Linked DNA regions of Mus musculus: regions 1, 2, 3 and 5 are each linked to region 4. A link is a contact called in public Hi-C, HiChIP or PLAC-seq and Micro-C data. All regions are on one chromosome and are shown on one strand. Each heading gives the region's core, a stretch centred on a gene start, on an enhancer-like site or on the middle of the called end of the contact. The rest is flanking DNA. Distances are from core to core; before and after follow the strand shown. Region 1 overlaps Srbd1 (S1 RNA binding domain 1). Region 2 overlaps Srbd1 (S1 RNA binding domain 1). Region 3 holds the start of Prkce (protein kinase C, epsilon). Region 4 holds the start of Six2 (sine oculis-related homeobox 2). Region 5 overlaps Srbd1 (S1 RNA binding domain 1).

The links. A called contact is a pair of places that touch in the nucleus more often than the background predicts. HiChIP or PLAC-seq counts read pairs in DNA pulled down with a chosen protein or histone mark.
Region 1: a contact with region 4 is called in a Hi-C map of nephron progenitors, with 2.9 times the contacts expected there. The contact joins the enhancer-like site here to the promoter of Six2 in region 4. A contact is called at or near these places in 12 of 39 promoter capture datasets (the 3T3-L1 cell line, the HPC-7 cell line, embryonic stem cells and 7 more), 2 of 484 Hi-C or Micro-C datasets (both in nephron progenitors), 14 of 115 datasets of contacts at active chromatin or transcription factors (craniofacial prominence, embryonic basal ganglia, embryonic forebrain and 8 more) and 1 of 9 other capture datasets (embryonic stem cells).
Region 2: a contact with region 4 is called in an H3K4me3 HiChIP or PLAC-seq map of craniofacial prominence, with 6 times the contacts expected there. The contact joins the enhancer-like site here to the promoter of Six2 in region 4. A contact is called at or near these places in 19 of 39 promoter capture datasets (the 3T3-L1 cell line, 3T3-L1-derived adipocytes, the HPC-7 cell line and 12 more), 1 of 15 datasets of contacts at CTCF or cohesin (embryonic stem cells), 36 of 484 Hi-C or Micro-C datasets (B cells, the MC3T3-E1 cell line, MC3T3-E1-derived osteoblasts and 15 more), 18 of 115 datasets of contacts at active chromatin or transcription factors (astrocytes, craniofacial prominence, embryonic basal ganglia and 10 more) and 4 of 9 other capture datasets (adipose tissue, embryonic stem cells, liver and 1 more).
Region 3: a contact with region 4 is called in a Micro-C map of embryonic stem cells, with 4 times the contacts expected there. The contact joins the promoter of Prkce here to the promoter of Six2 in region 4. A contact is called at or near these places in 3 of 39 promoter capture datasets (all in embryonic stem cells), 14 of 484 Hi-C or Micro-C datasets (all in embryonic stem cells) and 11 of 115 datasets of contacts at active chromatin or transcription factors (astrocytes, embryonic stem cells and stem cell-derived neural progenitor cells).
Region 5: a contact with region 4 is called in an H3K4me3 HiChIP or PLAC-seq map of craniofacial prominence, with 8 times the contacts expected there. The contact joins the enhancer-like site here to the promoter of Six2 in region 4. A contact is called at or near these places in 8 of 39 promoter capture datasets (cranial neural crest, embryonic stem cells, frontonasal cranial neural crest and 5 more), 2 of 484 Hi-C or Micro-C datasets (bone marrow-derived macrophages and palatal mesenchyme), 14 of 115 datasets of contacts at active chromatin or transcription factors (craniofacial prominence, embryonic basal ganglia, embryonic forebrain and 8 more) and 2 of 9 other capture datasets (adipose tissue and embryonic stem cells).

Annotation. Positions count from the first base shown.
Region 1 is chr17:85,986,470-85,989,666 of GRCm38.p6, forward strand. Srbd1 (S1 RNA binding domain 1) reads right to left here. Exons shown (of 21, transcript NM_030133.3): 20 at 1,856-2,040. Among named protein-coding and RNA genes, the nearest start is that of Gm30117, 59 kb to the left of the region's middle. Within about 2 kb of position 1,287, at least 20 of the 459 cell types and tissues checked have an H3K27ac peak or open chromatin away from gene starts, as enhancers often do. A contact at or near this core is called in extraembryonic endoderm stem cells, nephron progenitors and neural progenitor cells, where this site is marked.
Region 2 is chr17:86,061,961-86,065,072 of GRCm38.p6, forward strand. All of the region lies in intron 14 of Srbd1 (S1 RNA binding domain 1), which reads right to left. Among named protein-coding and RNA genes, the nearest start is that of Srbd1, 82 kb to the right of the region's middle. Within about 2 kb of position 1,706, at least 7 of the 459 cell types and tissues checked have an H3K27ac peak or open chromatin away from gene starts, as enhancers often do.
Region 3 is chr17:86,166,478-86,169,417 of GRCm38.p6, forward strand. Prkce (protein kinase C, epsilon) reads left to right here and starts at 1,308. Exons shown (of 15, transcript NM_011104.3): 1 at 1,308-2,463. The coding sequence starts at 2,116. Gm5817 (predicted gene 5817) reads right to left here and starts at 1,008. Exons shown (of 2, transcript NR_165800.1): 1 at 1-1,008.
Region 4 is chr17:85,686,844-85,689,901 of GRCm38.p6, forward strand. Six2 (sine oculis-related homeobox 2) reads right to left here and starts at 1,411. Exons shown (of 2, transcript NM_011380.2): 1 at 550-1,411. The coding sequence starts at 1,109. It overlaps CJ186046Rik (a long non-coding RNA gene), which reads left to right and starts at 1,651. Exons shown (of 9, transcript XR_001782258.2): 1 at 1,651-3,058.
Region 5 is chr17:86,036,996-86,040,010 of GRCm38.p6, forward strand. The region is part of intron 16 of Srbd1 (S1 RNA binding domain 1); the gene reads right to left. Among named protein-coding and RNA genes, the nearest start is that of Srbd1, 110 kb to the right of the region's middle. Within about 2 kb of position 1,521, at least 57 of the 459 cell types and tissues checked have an H3K27ac peak or open chromatin away from gene starts, as enhancers often do. A contact at or near this core is called in craniofacial prominence and palatal mesenchyme, where this site is marked.

The sequences.
Region 1 (3,197 bases), core at 37-2,536, 300 kb after region 4:
AGACATCCCCCTGCCCCCACTCCAACCCTCTGACCCAGTTCCTTTTCCCCCACAGCTGTTGGCTTTACCCTGATTACTTGTGGAGCTATCTTTTACATTTGTATTAACAACTGGTCACCTCTTCCTTTCCCTCCCCAGTCAAACCACCTTAAGTCCACGATCTTTTTTAGAAACTGTGCTCCTTCCACTTCTGCAAAACAAGACAAAAATCCATAAACCCTACACCTCACTGTCCTCATTAAACACACCAACCTGGGAGTGGACGCTGGGATTTCACCTGATGCTAAATTCCAAAGCAGGAACTTCTGGTAATTTGAACCACACAAGGTTGAGACCATGACAACATGAAGTGAAACTAAGGCCCAGGGCAGAGGTAGGCTGGTCCCCAGGCCAGTAAGGCAGTTTCATGCTTAGAAATCTCTCGCCTCCTTGCCTTGTAGAATCCAGTGGCTGCCAATCCCCATGGGGTTCTCATCAGCTGCTCAGTTTAGCTTGGCATGAAAACCAGTCAGGAACCACTCAGCAGGTTCCCCAAGACAGCTGGGAGCACGGAGAAAGCAGAAAGCCTCCATGAACCATGTACACTTACACATCAAGGGCCATGGGAGCAGTCACGCCACGGCACCAGTGTGCTCTGAATTAAGGAAACTAACCAGCAAGGAGGGCTTAAACAACAGGAACGATGTCAGCAAAGAGCAGAAGCCAGATGAGTGAAAGGGAGGAATAAGGCATAAGACAGGAAACACTTTTGAGAAAAGGAGAAAAGAGATGTAATACAAATACTGTAACATGGAAATACCCAAAATACTGTCTACCCTGCCCCCCACCTCCAAAGTCATCTGCCTCTCCCCTGGAAATGTGTTGACAGTGTGCTTGGAGAGGCCTGTTTGGAATGCCCTCTGGAGAGCCCAGGCCCATCCGCATGCTGCTCAACTAGAGGCTCCTCAAGGAGGGGCTCTGTCTAGCTGGGCTAACTGAGTGCTTGCCTTTGCTTTGAGTCCCTCATGTAACTGAGATATTTAGCAATCGACACCTTGATAGAAAAATAAAGATGGACAGGAAAATAGAGTCGAGGCTACCTATAGCTCAAGTGCCCCTGTCAACCATCCAGTGAGTGTATAGGCATATTACCAATCCCACCCCTCATGAGACACACTGGTCTTAGTGTCCCTGCAAGAGACAGCCCTGGAGTCCACAAGGGGAAAAGCAGGCTTCTCCACAGTCCCGTATTTAGGAGCAGCAACTTTCTATGAGAACAGGCAGGCTTTGATGCCCACTTTTGGCACTGGTCTTACTCAGTGTTTTGTTTTCTCCAGCTGCAATTCTGTCTCAATGGGTCATTGCTCTCAACAACCACGGCTATTACACTTCCTTTACCCTCTCCCTGCACAGAAAGCTGAGAACACTCGAAATTAGAAAGACAATCAGCACAGAGATATCATCTTATTTGTTCAATGTGCTCAGTGAAATGGAATCCAGAAACCTGGACGGCTGTAATTTAGGAAGAAGATTCACTTTTTGGTGTGAATGGAAAGCTTTCCCTCCTGGCTCTTCAGACACAAAGACGTTTACAGGAGACTCAGGGAGAGCATGCCTCCATGCACACAGAAGCACAGCACATGAGAGGTGTCCAGCTTGGTGCAGCAGCACAGCAACATGGACCAGGAGGCCGAAGCCATACTTGTAGCTTTGGCTCCAGACAGGAATCTAAGTGAGTGCGGAGGATGAACGCTGACCCTTGGCCCTCTCCTGTGGACGACGGATGCTGACTCTCAGCCTTCTCCTGTGGCCCTCTCCTGTCGAGAGGACCTAAGATGGCGATGGGAACTTCCTGGAGACAAGGGCGACAACTCACCTGTTCGGATGTCAAAGGTTTTGGGCTGGCTCAGTCCATCTATGATGACCTGCAGTGTGTGCACAGTTGTCTGTAACCTTTCAGCAGTTTCCTCTATGCCTTCTTTCCCGAGAGACACGTTTATTTTCTGCTGCATTTCAGGCTTTCCAATCTCACACATTGTCCCCCCAATGAACGATAAAAACCTTCAGTGGGAAGAAAAGCCCAACAATTTATCAGTGATCTTACCTTCTGGTCACCTTCACATTCTCTCATCCCAGGACACTTGCACATCAGTCAGTTGAGAGTCTACAGTATACTCTGTGCTGTGTTAAGATTTAGCTAAAGGCATGTGGGCAAGGGGAGAAGGGGGGTTTAGGCTCTTGTGCTATTTTCCAAGTGTGGCAAGGAACACTTTACAGTGTGCTGGTCATGACAGTTCAGTGTCACATGTGTAGTTCCTAGACAAGGCTGTCTATATTATCTCACGTTTCCTGAAATTTTCAGTAGGAAAACATTTGAATTTAGATTAATAGACAAACATGATCCATTGATGATACCAGAGTCCAACATGACATGTGTCAAGCACTCCTCGCTTTTGACACTGCTCAATTTCCATTGTACATGAATAGCTACGCCTGTGGCCTGTGATTGGGAGGGTGACACAAATGCCATCGAGCCACACACAAGTGAAATTACCTAAAAAACACTCGGAGTATTCAGCGGGAAAGTAAATCACAGAGGGCGGTTAGGGGTGGGTGTGCTCACGCTCCCCACAGCAACACAACAGTATAAAAGGGAGGGATGTGAAAGAAAAAGTGATGCCCCCCCAAAAGAATGCAAGTAAACCCCCAAAGCTGCAATGCAAGCTGAATGTCCTTCCATCCACTACATCCACTGAGCAGCGATGCTGCCTTGGACCTCACCTTCGCCCTGCCTGCTGCCTTCCTGGCTTGCACAGACACTGCCCAGTTAATGAGGTAAAACCATGACAACACGAATCAACAAGTTACGGGTAAGACCGAGTTTGCTCCAGTTTCATGTGAGTTCCGGGCCATGGCTCTCTTTCCTGACATTCTCTGGCTGGGTATTTTTCTACATCATTAAGTTCTATTTCCTATGATTAATGGCACTTTAAAAATGTCAACACAGTAATCAAACAGATCCTGATGCCCTCAGTCTTTCCTCTGAGAATGTCTCTCAATACCGGAAGGGAAAAGGAGGCTGCTGGAGTGTGTCTCTGCCTACAGCCCCCGTGGCAGGAACTGCACGGTGCAGGACGGACTGCGGGCCACTCCTAATCTTTCTGGGCACCATGCTCAGGCAGAGCAGCCCTCTTCAGTGACATCCAGGGCTGATAACC
Region 2 (3,112 bases), core at 456-2,955, 380 kb after region 4:
TAAGAATGTAATTCCTTCCTTTTGCCTTCCTAAAATATATGTATTACACCTCTGCTACCCTAAAAAGCTACATTCCACTCAAGTCTTCAAAATAACTTTTTAAACATAGTTCTTGCAACTTTTCAGGCTGGAAACATTCATAGAGAAACTGTCCTCTCATCTCAGTATTAGGAAACATGAAGTCTTTGATTCTTGTGCCTTCTCCTGGACTCTTTTCCAGCTGTTTGTCTGGTCTAACTTCAGCGGGTCAGTTTTTATTTCATCTTATTCTATTCTGTTTACTGTATTATTATCCTTTAAGAGAAACTAACAACACACACAGCAACTCCCTGCTCTGCCCGTGAGTTAGTCTGTTATGAAGTATGAATGAATATTGGCTTATATCTCAAGAACAGGTAATAAACCTAAAATTCAAATTCCACAAACAGAAGAGTCTCAAGGATTGGATGTTAAGGAATACAACCAAGCTCTCTTAAATCTGTATTTAGTAGAGTTTACCATTTCAGAGCATTCTCAATCCTTCTGAATAGGAGGGTTACCAAGCTGGGCGTGGCAGTTACGCCTCCACCTCCAGCGTTGGGGGCGGGGGCTGAGAGGTAGCAAGATCACAAGTCAGTCCAGGCTATAGAGAGACCCTGACTCAAGAACCAAACGAGAAACCAACCAGTAACAAAAACAGAAGTGATCTGTTGATGATCTTTGTATTTAACTACAAAGCTTGGTGGTAAAATAAAAATTCGAGCAAAAGTTACAAAAGCTACCCTTTCTTCCCGATCTAGAAATATATTTTTAGCGTTAATATGAAATAAATATAAAACAACACAGAGAAATAAATTTTGGTTAAGAAGGGACCAAAAGTAATTGGAAATCCAAATGCCTATCATTAAAGAGTCAATGAATGGAAAACCAGCTTGTGAATCAAAATTATCATCCTAAGAGATTTTGATTTCATGTAAAATATTCAAGATAAATTAAGAGAAAAAACTAACAAAACTGTATGACCATAATAAGTTTACCTTCAAAATAAATGTGTAAACAAAGATAATTGTTTCATATAATATGTGAGTAACTTAAACAAAAAGTATTCCTTTTATTTTCTGCAATACCCAAGTCATATTTATTTGTAATTTAAAAAACACTTCAAATTTAAGTATAATTGCTAACTGATAAGGTACTCTACTATTAAACAATAGTTAATATTTTGAAATGTACCCAGTTATAAATTATTCTATTTTGACTTAAAATCTGGGCAGGCATATTTTGTTGGTAATGTCCTCTGAACATCACCTTTAGATTACTGTAAACATGGTGTTTTTGTGGCTACTTAAAAGGATGCAGAAACCTCACACTGTCAGTTTTACACACAGGCCAATGCATCAAGACAACTTTTACAGGAAAGACAAGTTGCATGGCCCTAAGTTTCCATCACTAATATATTGTCCGTGGTCAACTGGCTCAACTGGTGTGAACCCATTTCAAAGCATGCCAGGAAGGTCAGCAAGGAAAGGAAGGAAGGAAGGAAGAAAGAAGGAAAGAGGGGGGGGGAATGGAAGGAGGGACAGAGCTGGGGGGAGGGAGGAAGGGAGGGGGAGGGAAGGAGAGAGAGAGAGAGAGAGAGAGAGAGAGAGAGAGAGAGAGAGAGCGCACATTGCCTCTGCATTGCAGCTGCATTTGCCTTTACGTGTGTAGCTCTAGCACCATCTGGTGGCAGGCAGGCAGGCAGGCTGGGAACAACTCCTCAGTCAGCAGTTGGGGAAAGTCCCAGCACTATTCCAAACAATGACCATTTATTTTCCTGAGAACACCATCAGCAATGGTGCAGTTACCACGCAGAGGATCCACTACAAGCCTGGGAGGCTTAGAGTGGACATGCGGGAGACCTCCACGCACTCCCACATGGATATCCTATCAGTTGCCTAGAGAGCAATTTCAACAGAACCAAGTTCCCCTGGCTAATTTTCCCACAATTTCACAGCACTGTAGATGAAAAGAACACTTTATAAGCACAAAAGACGCCTTAAAGGGGCAGATCCAAATCAACAAGTGTCAAGCAGAACTTGAACTTGGAGTCTGAGGTTCCTAATAGCACTAGCAACAAATTTTCTCATGCTATTAACAAACAAAATATAGTAAAAACAAAAAAACAAAGCAAACAAACTGGCACTCTCCTCATGCCTGTCTTCCCAATGGGCAGTGGGGGCAAAGGCACAGGAGTTCAATGTTTGCCTTGTCAATATTATAAACTGGAGCCATGTCTACGCTACCTGAGGCTCTGTCTTTGAAGAACTGGAGACTGGGTGAAGCAGGCAGGAGCACCTGCTACTCATCCAGAGAATGGAGTGAAGTTCCCAGTACCCAACAGTTCCAGGGCACCTGGAGCTAGACATGACACCAACACACATGAATAAAAATAAAATCTATATTTTTAAAAAGAATCAAACAACAACAAAAAAGCCTGCATTTAAGCAAAGAACCTGCCTCAGAGTATCACAGGCTATGTCACCTGATGTCTCAATGTGTTAAAACAGCATACGGACCTCGACTGCTATCAAAATACCTCTATTTTGATACCAGTAGAGGTATTCTGACAACTCTACTGGATTCAAAGACTGATACCATGAGTAAAAACGTCCTCTGAGGTATAAACAACTGCAATGGGAGGGGCAAAGACAGAAAGCCCTACCTTTCCTTCTGTGTGCCTTCCACAAGAAGTACAGCAATTCTTTTCCCACACCTTTATCCTCTTTCATTTTGAAAAATTTTTCATCCCCACTCCACCTATGTATGAGACCAACTTAAAATTACTATAAAAAGCACATGGCTCCACTAAGGACGCCACAGAGCCAGCCATACGGTGAGGCAAAGGCCCTGCTAAATGCAGGACAGGAGAAGCAGCTCAGCTCCAGAGTCATCACTGACATGAGACAGAAACGTGGTACATGACGCAGGACGCCCTGAGCTTGCGGGGGCTTCAAGTCTATCATCTGAACGTTTGTCACCAGTACTCTGAAATGCATGGACCTGAAAACACGTCATCCTACTCCCAAGTTCCCCCGCCTCCCAACAACGGAAAGTTTAATGATCCCCTTGATTAACAGTTAACTCTAAAACA
Region 3 (2,940 bases), core at 58-2,557, 480 kb after region 4:
GGCGGAGGTTTTCTTTTTCCACTCACACGGCGGAGAGCTGCGGGACGAACCCCTTCCCGGGCGCAGGCTGGAAGTTCCCGCTGCGCGGCGCCCGGGGCCTGGCGCGCCCCGCCCGGCGCTCCCAGGTTCCCAGTCCCCCTCGGCACAGAGCCATTCCCTGCCGCCCGCCTTCCCGGTCCTGGTCCCTGGCCCAGGAAATTCTTCCCCAGCAGCCCAGGGCTCGCCTCACGTGACCAGCCGCCGTCGCGGCTGCTTCCAGAGAGTTTAAAGGTTACCGAGGAAATTAGTATGGATACAGCCACTGGACCCCAGGAGGACGCATCGGGCTTTCCCGCAGCCCGAACGCCGGTTGTCAGGGCGCGGATCAAGCCTTGTCCTCTTAAGGGGCACACACAAGGTCCCGCATAAGTAGGAGGAGTCACTTTGAGAAATAAACAGACATTCGAACCAGGCCGGGCCCAGGTTCTACTAGTCTTCCACAAGTTCTCGCAACCCAATCAGGCCCAGAACAAATCCCCAGAGGGGAGAGTCTCCTCAAGGGGGAAAAAAAGAGGGTTTCAAAACTCACACCCAGCCGAAGGGCTCAGCAGTCCGGGTGTCCCCTCCCCCATCGCGGCACAGTAGAGAATCCCAGGGCAGAGTGACAAATAGGCCAGCTCTCCGCGGGCGACTGGTGACCGCCGCAGTCCAGGCAGAGTGGGGGAAGGTGATTAGTCTTCTTGGACATTGCGACCCCCTCCATTCCACCAGGCCCAGTTTTAAGTGATAGTGTTGGCCGCAGGGTGCGAGAGAAAAGCGCGGCCCGCTGCTCTCCGGGTCCAGACCCCGCTCTCCTGGTGCAGATCCGAGGAGCACAGACTCGGCCTGCGACAGTCGCTCCCGCACCTCCGCGACGCCACACTCCTGGGTTCCGCGCGGAGTCCTTCCTCAGCTCCCCCGCGCGCCACGGCAAACGGACCCGGCCGGCCCGCTCCTGCTCTTTTCTGCTCGGCTCACTTTTCCCGTATTGCTCCCCCAACCGGCAAAACTTTCTATTTCCCCAAACAGTGGCGCGCGCGCGCGCGCGTGCACACACACACACACACACACACACACACACACACACACACACTCACACACACTGACGTCTTTTGCGCATTTCCTGCATTAGAGGGAGGGAGAATCGCTCGCACAGCGATCGAGGGAAGCAGATCGCGGGCTGAGCGCTCTGGCGGGCGGCGAGCCGGCGGCAGCCGAGAGCGCGGACGCGGGGAGCGCGGCGGGCGGGCGGGCGCCGGCGGGCGGGAGGAGGGGCCGCGCGGAGTCGCAGTCCCTGCCCGGCCGCCGCGCTGCGCACCGCCGGGTGCCGGCCTGCGCCCCGAACCCAAGTGGCGGCCACCTCTACCTCCCAAGCCCGCGCGGATGTGAGATCCCAGGCACCGGGCGCCTCGCGATCGCCGGCTACGGCGCGACTCTGCTTAACCCGGGAGGTGACGGCGGGGCTGATCGTGCGGCTTGTGGATTTTTTAAAAATTTGGCTCCGGGGAGGACCATTTCCTCTCGACATGCATCCCTCCGGATAGACTGCACATCCCTCAGTCCACCCTCCGCCCCGCGCCGTCCGAGGCAGGCGCTGGGTGGGCGAAGAGGATCCGGGTTGAAATCTGTGCCCCCGGTTCTCGTCCCCGCCCCGTCCCGCCGCCCCCTCCCCCTCCGGGAGTCGAAATTGCCCGGGGATTATGTTTCGGAAAGGTAGGTGAGCGCCGGGCGCGGCGCCTGCTTCTCCGCACACGGACCCGAAGAACCAGCGAGGCGGCGAGGCAGCCCCCGCGGCTTGCAGCGGAGGCGACAGCTCGTCTCCTGCCGTGGAGGTGTCGCCGGTGGTGGGGGGGAGAGACTTGCTCCAAAAAAACGGACGTCTCCAGCTCTCCCCCCTCCCTGTTTTCCGTTAGGAATCCGGCGAGGAAATACATGCACTCGCTGAGAATCGGCGGCGCCAGGAGGCAGCGCCACAAGGTGTAGCGAGTGAGTGGGGTGGGGCAAGAGGGGACCCAGGAGTCCCCCAGGCTCCCGGCGCGCCTGCTCCTGCTCTTCAATCCTGCCCTCGGGGCGGACGGAGTGACCCCCGCCCCGACCATGGTAGTGTTCAATGGCCTTCTTAAGATCAAAATCTGCGAGGCGGTGAGCTTGAAGCCCACAGCCTGGTCGCTGCGCCATGCGGTGGGACCCCGGCCACAGACGTTCCTTTTGGACCCCTACATTGCCCTTAACGTGGACGACTCGCGCATCGGCCAAACAGCCACCAAGCAAAAGACCAACAGCCCGGCCTGGCACGATGAGTTCGTCACCGATGTGTGCAATGGGCGCAAGATCGAGCTGGCTGTCTTTCACGACGCTCCTATCGGCTACGACGACTTCGTGGCCAACTGCACCATCCAGTTCGAGGAGCTGCTGCAGAATGGGAGCCGTCACTTCGAGGACTGGGTGAGTCGGTCCTCCACGTCCGGGAGTCCCGGGTCCCAGGGAAAGACTTGCTGCCTGAGCATTGGTCCTGGGGCTCTGGGCTGTCTGTGTGTGCATGTGCGGCTCAGTTTTCTTGAAGAGGCACGTTTTATTTCCTAGCTGAAGAGACATATACAGTAGGGTATGAAAGACGAGATTTGACAGATGGGCACTATCCCTTGCCCCCCCCCCCGTGCCCTCCCAACAGTGGGCAGTACAGGTGGCTTGCAAGTTGGGAGAGAACCCGGAATGCAGGTGCATAGGTTGGTGGAAGGAATCTGCAAGTCCCTGGTGGACTTGGCTGAGCGACTGTGTGTGGGTGGGTCTCTCTGTCCTTGGAGAGACACGTGGAGCTCAGACTGGAGGGTTTTTGTGCCTCCTGGCTTTATCCTGGGTAGCCTAGTGAGTAGTTTTATAAAGCCGTCTTTCTGGTAGGAAGCCCCCTCTTCCTAAACAACT
Region 4 (3,058 bases), core at 161-2,660:
GCCTTACATCTTTGGGTCCTTTCTACGCGGGATAACTCCCAACTCTCTTGTGCCCAGCTCTTATGCCCAGACAAGGAATAGGTCTACCTTGCATAGATATTGCAGTCATTACCCAGATAATACTAGGGAGATTCCAACCCCTGCCCTGACCCCTAAAAATCTCTTTGACCTGGAGGTGACGTCCTAAACCCCCTGATCCCCGACGCCCTTGGTTGTTCGAAGATCAGGCCCTAAGCCTACGCTTACCTCGCAGGGAATTCAGGCCCACAGCCCTGCCCTCTCTGAAACTCGCCGTTTTTCCAGTTTAGTCCACAAGCGACTGAGGAATTAGTTACTGAACTTACGCACCGCTTTGCCCGCTTTAGACAAATTCCGGGTCGCTCAGCCTCCAGAAAAGACCTAAGCGCTGTTTTGAGCCAGCCTGAGCTGCGGCCGAGCTTGGTACCCGGGGTCCGGGTGCGATTTAGTCCTGTCCAGGAGCTCCCCATCCTCCCGCACCCGTTTCTCCCAGGACCAGGGAAGCCGGCGCAGATGCTCACTTACTCGTACCTTTCCTTGGCCTCGGCCGCCCTGTCGCGCTGCCGCCGGTTCTTGAACCAGTTGCTGACTTGCGTGGTGGTGAGGCCGGTGGCCTCGGCCAGCTCGCGCTTCTCTCGTGGCGACGGGTAGGGGTTGTGAGCGTACCACTCGCGCAGCACGCTGCGGCTCTTCTCCTTGAAGCAGTAGCTGGTCTCCTCGCCGTCCCAGATGGAGCGGGGCAGCGGGAACTTGCGCCGCACGCGGTACTTGCCCACGGCGCCCAGCGGCCGGCCGCGCAGCTTCTCCGCCTCGATGTAGTGCGCCTTGAGCCACAACTGCTGCAGCTTGGCGTGGTTGTGCGGCGAGAACTGGTGGCTCTCCAGGATTTTGTAGAGCTCGCGGAAGTTGCCCCGGTGGAAGGCCACCACGGCCTTGGCCTTGAGCACGCTTTCATTCTTGTGGAGGTGCTCGCAGGCGGGCAGCGACCACAGGAAGCGACCCAGCCGCTCGATGTTGCCGCCCTGCTGCAGCACCTCGCACACGCACGCCACTTGCTCCTGCGTGAAGCCGAAGGTGGGCAGCATGGACATGGTGGCGGCTGCGCGCCCGCCCGCCCGCGCGCGCCCTCACCGCGCTTCGCGGCCCCGCATGGGCGCCTCCCCGCCGGCCCCGGCCGGCCGACAGGCGGGCGGGGCCCCCTGGCCAGGCGCCGGCTCCCGAGCGACTCCTGAGTCACAACGATCCGTCCTCGCTCCCGCCGCCGGCCCCGCGCAGCTCCGCGCCCCCGCCGCCCGCGCGCCTCGCCCGCGCCCAAGCCCGGAGGCCGCCCGGGGCGCCGCTCCGCATGCTCCGCGCCCGCCCGCCGCTCGCTCGCCGGCTCCTCGCTCGTTCGCTCTCCCTCCCGTCTAGCTCGCTTGCAGCTTTTTTAATAATATTATTCTAAGCGGGCATGAGGCGCGGCGGCCCGCGCCCTGATTGGTCGGGTTATCTGACCCGGGGCCTGCCCGCGCCAGACAATAGTCGAGTCAAATTATTCGCCATGGAGACGCTGTCAGTCACCGGTAACCCGAGCCCCGGCGGCCCGGGCGGCTCCCACCCCCGCCCCCCTCGGCCAGCTCCGCTGACAGATCGCCCCGGCTCTGCACAGAGCGGAGGTTGGCCGAGACGGGAGCCCCAGGCACTCCCAGAGCCCGGGAGGCGGAGAGGAGCCGGGCTGGGGCCCCGAGACGGCGGTGATTGACGGGGCGGACGCCCAAAGAGCAGAGGAGGAGGAGGACCCCGAAGGAGGGGGCTGGGTGGGGGCCCTCGAAGAAAAGAGGAGGACCGAAGTGGGGAAGGAAGGGAGTAGAAGGGAAGGCGGAGGACCGTTTAAGGGGGTGCCTTTCAGGAAAGGAAAAGAGGGGGACAGAAGGAGCCTTCAAGAGAAAAAGTGTGAGACACCCCTCCCTTTTTTTTTAAATAAGAGGCGTCGCAACAGCCTCACCCAGGCTTCGCCAGGTGCTCCAGCTCCGGCTGGGTCACTGCGTCGCTCGGAAGGTCGCAGCTGACAGGCAGAGACACTAACCCAGGAGGAGGTCAGTGGGATGGAGAGTTTGGATTCTCTTAGGGGGCCTCTGAAAGGCTTGGCTTTTCTAGCTGACAACACCCCACCCCCATGCAAGAAACCCGGGACCCGAGATGTCTATCCCCTAGGGAAAGGGGGAGGAGGTGGGGAGAGAAGTCAGAGATTTGGCAGTGGCCGCAGCTGGACGCCTGAGAATCAACTTCCCGGAGGATCCCGCCTTTCCTTCCTTTCGCAGCAGGCTGCTTGCCCCGCGGCCGGTACCGCCCCCACTCGGCGCGATCTGCTCCTCGCCAGGCGGGGACTCAGACTTAACCCCACGGGGCCCAGGACCCGAGAAACTCCCGGCAGTCTCGTGTGGCCTTTACGGAAGTTGAATCTTGCAAGGGCGGCGACACAAAACAGGGGAGCCCGCATAGACCCGCAGACTGCCCCGGGGAGCCCAGGGCAGCGTGTGTAGGGTAATTGTCGCACTTCCCGGGGTGGGGGTGAGGTGCACAGAAGAGACTGGATTTACCAGCTTCCTGTCTCCCTACTTCTGGGCTCGGGTTCCTGGTCTCTTCTGCCTGAGAACCCAGCGCTAAGTTCCGGCAAGATTGGCCTTAGAAAGTGGGTAGGAGGAGCCCTGCTTTTTGTTTCTTTGTCAGAACTCCCCCAGAACATACGAAGTGCTGGTCCTTTGGAAAAATCCAAGCAATAGAAGGTTAGGGGTGCACTGGAGGGGTGGGGTCAGGGACATCCCTGAAGTTTCCAGAGTTTGAAAGGCCCACGGCTTATTTCTTGGCAAGGCTTGTCCTTTGGGCATCCATTCCGCCCTTTCCCACCCAGCTGCAAGCTCCTAGTGACATTCAATGCCAAGATCCAAGGAGGCACAGACCATGCTAAAACCTCTAGACCTCGTTTTGTTAACAACCCTGTCAGCTTTCTAAGGCGATGGAGAGGCAGATATTGAAAATGGAGTCCCGAGCCTAAGCGTTG
Region 5 (3,015 bases), core at 271-2,770, 350 kb after region 4:
TGACCCCAAGTATCAACCATCATTGAGGCCCGGTGGCATCACTGAGGGCCTAGTGCCCGTTAACAACTGGGCTCATTTGGCTAGACAAGAGGAAGGATTTTGATAGATACTTTTAAAATAGAGCAAAATATTTTTACAACTTAGACTTTTAGAAAAGACATATGAAAGATACAGTATAAGCATAATGAAAATATATACTATAAAATATTTATTTCAAAAATTGATTCTCCACACATTTTAAGCTAATACATTCCTTTTCCTGCTCAGTCTCTCACAAGGAAAGTTGCTATTCACTGTCTCTTTTTAAAATACATTTTTAGACTGCGAATACTTTTTAATTTCTATAATACACCTTGATGACCAGAGGGAGAATACTATGTCAATTATTTTTAACTGTTGAAATTTCAAATTTCAAAGCGAGCAACAAAGCAATCAAAGACACACTTAGAAAATAAAAGCAGAGTGGTCACACTGCAGTGACAGGGGTATTTCCCAAGGCAGCCTCTGAGAAGCACGTCTAGTCTAGAGAAAACCTTTCTTTTATTCTTCAGTAGGATTAAGTGGAGCAGCAGCAGCTCACCTTTACCCGCTCTGCTTCCTAGAGCACAGAGCTTCCTCGTTTCTAATGGCAGTGCAGAGTGAGGAGGATTCACACAAAGGCCTGGGAACATGGACAGCAAGAGGCACACTCAGGTCCTTTCCAGCTGGTAGAGCTACCCTGGAGGCTGAAGCATCACTGCAGAAGCAGAACTTTGATTTAGCTTCATTTCCTGGCTTCATCCCTGGCTTCAGCATCAGTGGCGTGAACACCAACAGTGTTCTAGGGAAGAATGTCAAGAGGCCAGCAGGCCAGCAACGATGGCCTTTGGGATCAGAACAAGCTTTTCTAGTGTCTGCACATGTGTAGACTACATTCGTGTAAGGAAGCCAAAAACAGAATGCCTTTCAGTAACGGGTCCCCAAGAAGGTGAGCATTGCACCAAGGGGGAAACATGCATGAAAAGCCACCGCTGCACGCCCTTCAGTTCAGAATGTACCTCGGAAGTTTCTTCAGGCATCTTTCTTTTATTACAATCCACATGCATATTTCAGTAGGATGACTACAGGAGAATCACTAATTTTATCTAAACGATGACGTTCGGCAAACATTATGATACCGACTATAAATCTCCAACAAGTCTCCAACACAAAAGAGCTGGTAATTCCATGATTAGAAACAGCTTGATTGTGAGAGGAAAGGCAGCTGTCAACAAACAGCTGCTTTTTGTTGCCACCGCACAATCAGATCGTGAGGCCCAGAACCGCGGAGATTGTTTCTGCTTTATCTGCTGTGTTTGTCTTTAAGCGCTCTACTCTCTTCTAACCCCACCTCCAGAACAGTGAGTCAACTTAAACACGGGACAACCACAACAGAAGAATCAGATGCACACGTGAATCAGATAACATGTGAAGCACTGTAGACTTGGATAATCACTAACAGAAGTCTCACATGCATGCTCTGATTCGGCTCCAAACGCCTAACTCTCCTCTCCCCGTACAAGTGAGAGGCAGCACAGGCCTCATTTCCTCATTCCTGGACTACGGTCATAGCGAGGCTGCCACTCTGATTCTTTGTTCGTAAATTTTGCCCACAGCTGCTTCTGTCCTCCTCCCTTTTGGCAGACAGGAACGAACATGTTTATGTGTGCCAGTATGACCTGAGCAAGCTTGACATTGAATGAGTCTATGAATACCTGATAAGCTTAACATATGAATAAATATTTAGAGTAAAATGGACTTTAACAACAACAACAAAAAGGCCAAAGAATTCTAAAGTACACGGAATTTATTTAACGTCTCCTAAGCAACAAAAGCACATTCATGCCTTAACCTTGAGGCACGGTCATGTCTATTTTCTTTCTCTTTTTAACAGTCTTCTAGAAAGCATGTGGGTATCCTTATTTCCCAACAAAGCATGAACAAGTAAAATGATTTCACCAAGGGGAGGCGGTAAAGGTAAAGCCACGGTGCCCGAGGCTACATTCTCTCCACTGAACCACACTGAAACCATGATGGTGCCCTGAGAATGTTTACACAATTTAAGTTTAAGAGAGACTCTGTCTATGTCAGACTACTAGCCCTCAGGCAAACTGATTAAACACACCCAGAAGTACAGCTATTCAACTGCAAAGATTGACATAGGTCAATGAACATGGTTTTGTGCCCCGGATACAATACCTACCCAAGAATCTCTTACAAGCTTAATGATAAATAAATTTCCCATAAAGTGTTCTTCTTCCTGTATCACTCTCAACTGTAAGGTGACATTTACTTTAGGCTGTGCTCAGACAGCAGACTCAGGGGACTCCCTGTGTCATGCTGCCATTACTGGTCCTGGGTGCAGGTAATGCTGCTAACCTTTGTACAGATCCATACATTTGTACATTGAGAAATTCAAAAAGCTGCCTAAATTTGTGTTAACTCTCATCTTTGCAAATTTTATGCTACAAATAATGATCGGCTCACTTGTCAAAGGATGCCTGGATATATTTCAAACCACATAAAGGATGGGTAAGGAGGCCTGGAAGGAGGGACTCGGGAACAAATGCCTCAGGAGTTACTTGGAGCCATCAGAAACCAGCGCAGAAGAGTGCTTTGCAAGGTACCCCAGGGCCGGCCCTTCTCCAGGACCCAGGCTTTGGCAGTGGCTGTGATGATCTGCACTGAGTTGTGGTACTGAGAGGAGTAAAACTATTAGACTTTTAAAAACAACTCCCAAAAATAAATGTTAAATCTCAGCCTTCTAAACTGTAGCAAAAACTGTTGAGAAGCCCACTTTTACTAGGTTACCTACTGCCCAAAAGTGTCTTCTCCAAAGCCTATTGGTCCAAAATGATTTTCTTCTCCTAGCGAGAAGACATGGGAGCTGGAGAGACCCAATCATTATGGCTCAAAGTTTGGCTACTCCCCAACTTCTTATGAGATGAAGTTTCTGCTGCAGCTGTAGCTGAAGCAGGCTGACATGTGCAGGCACAC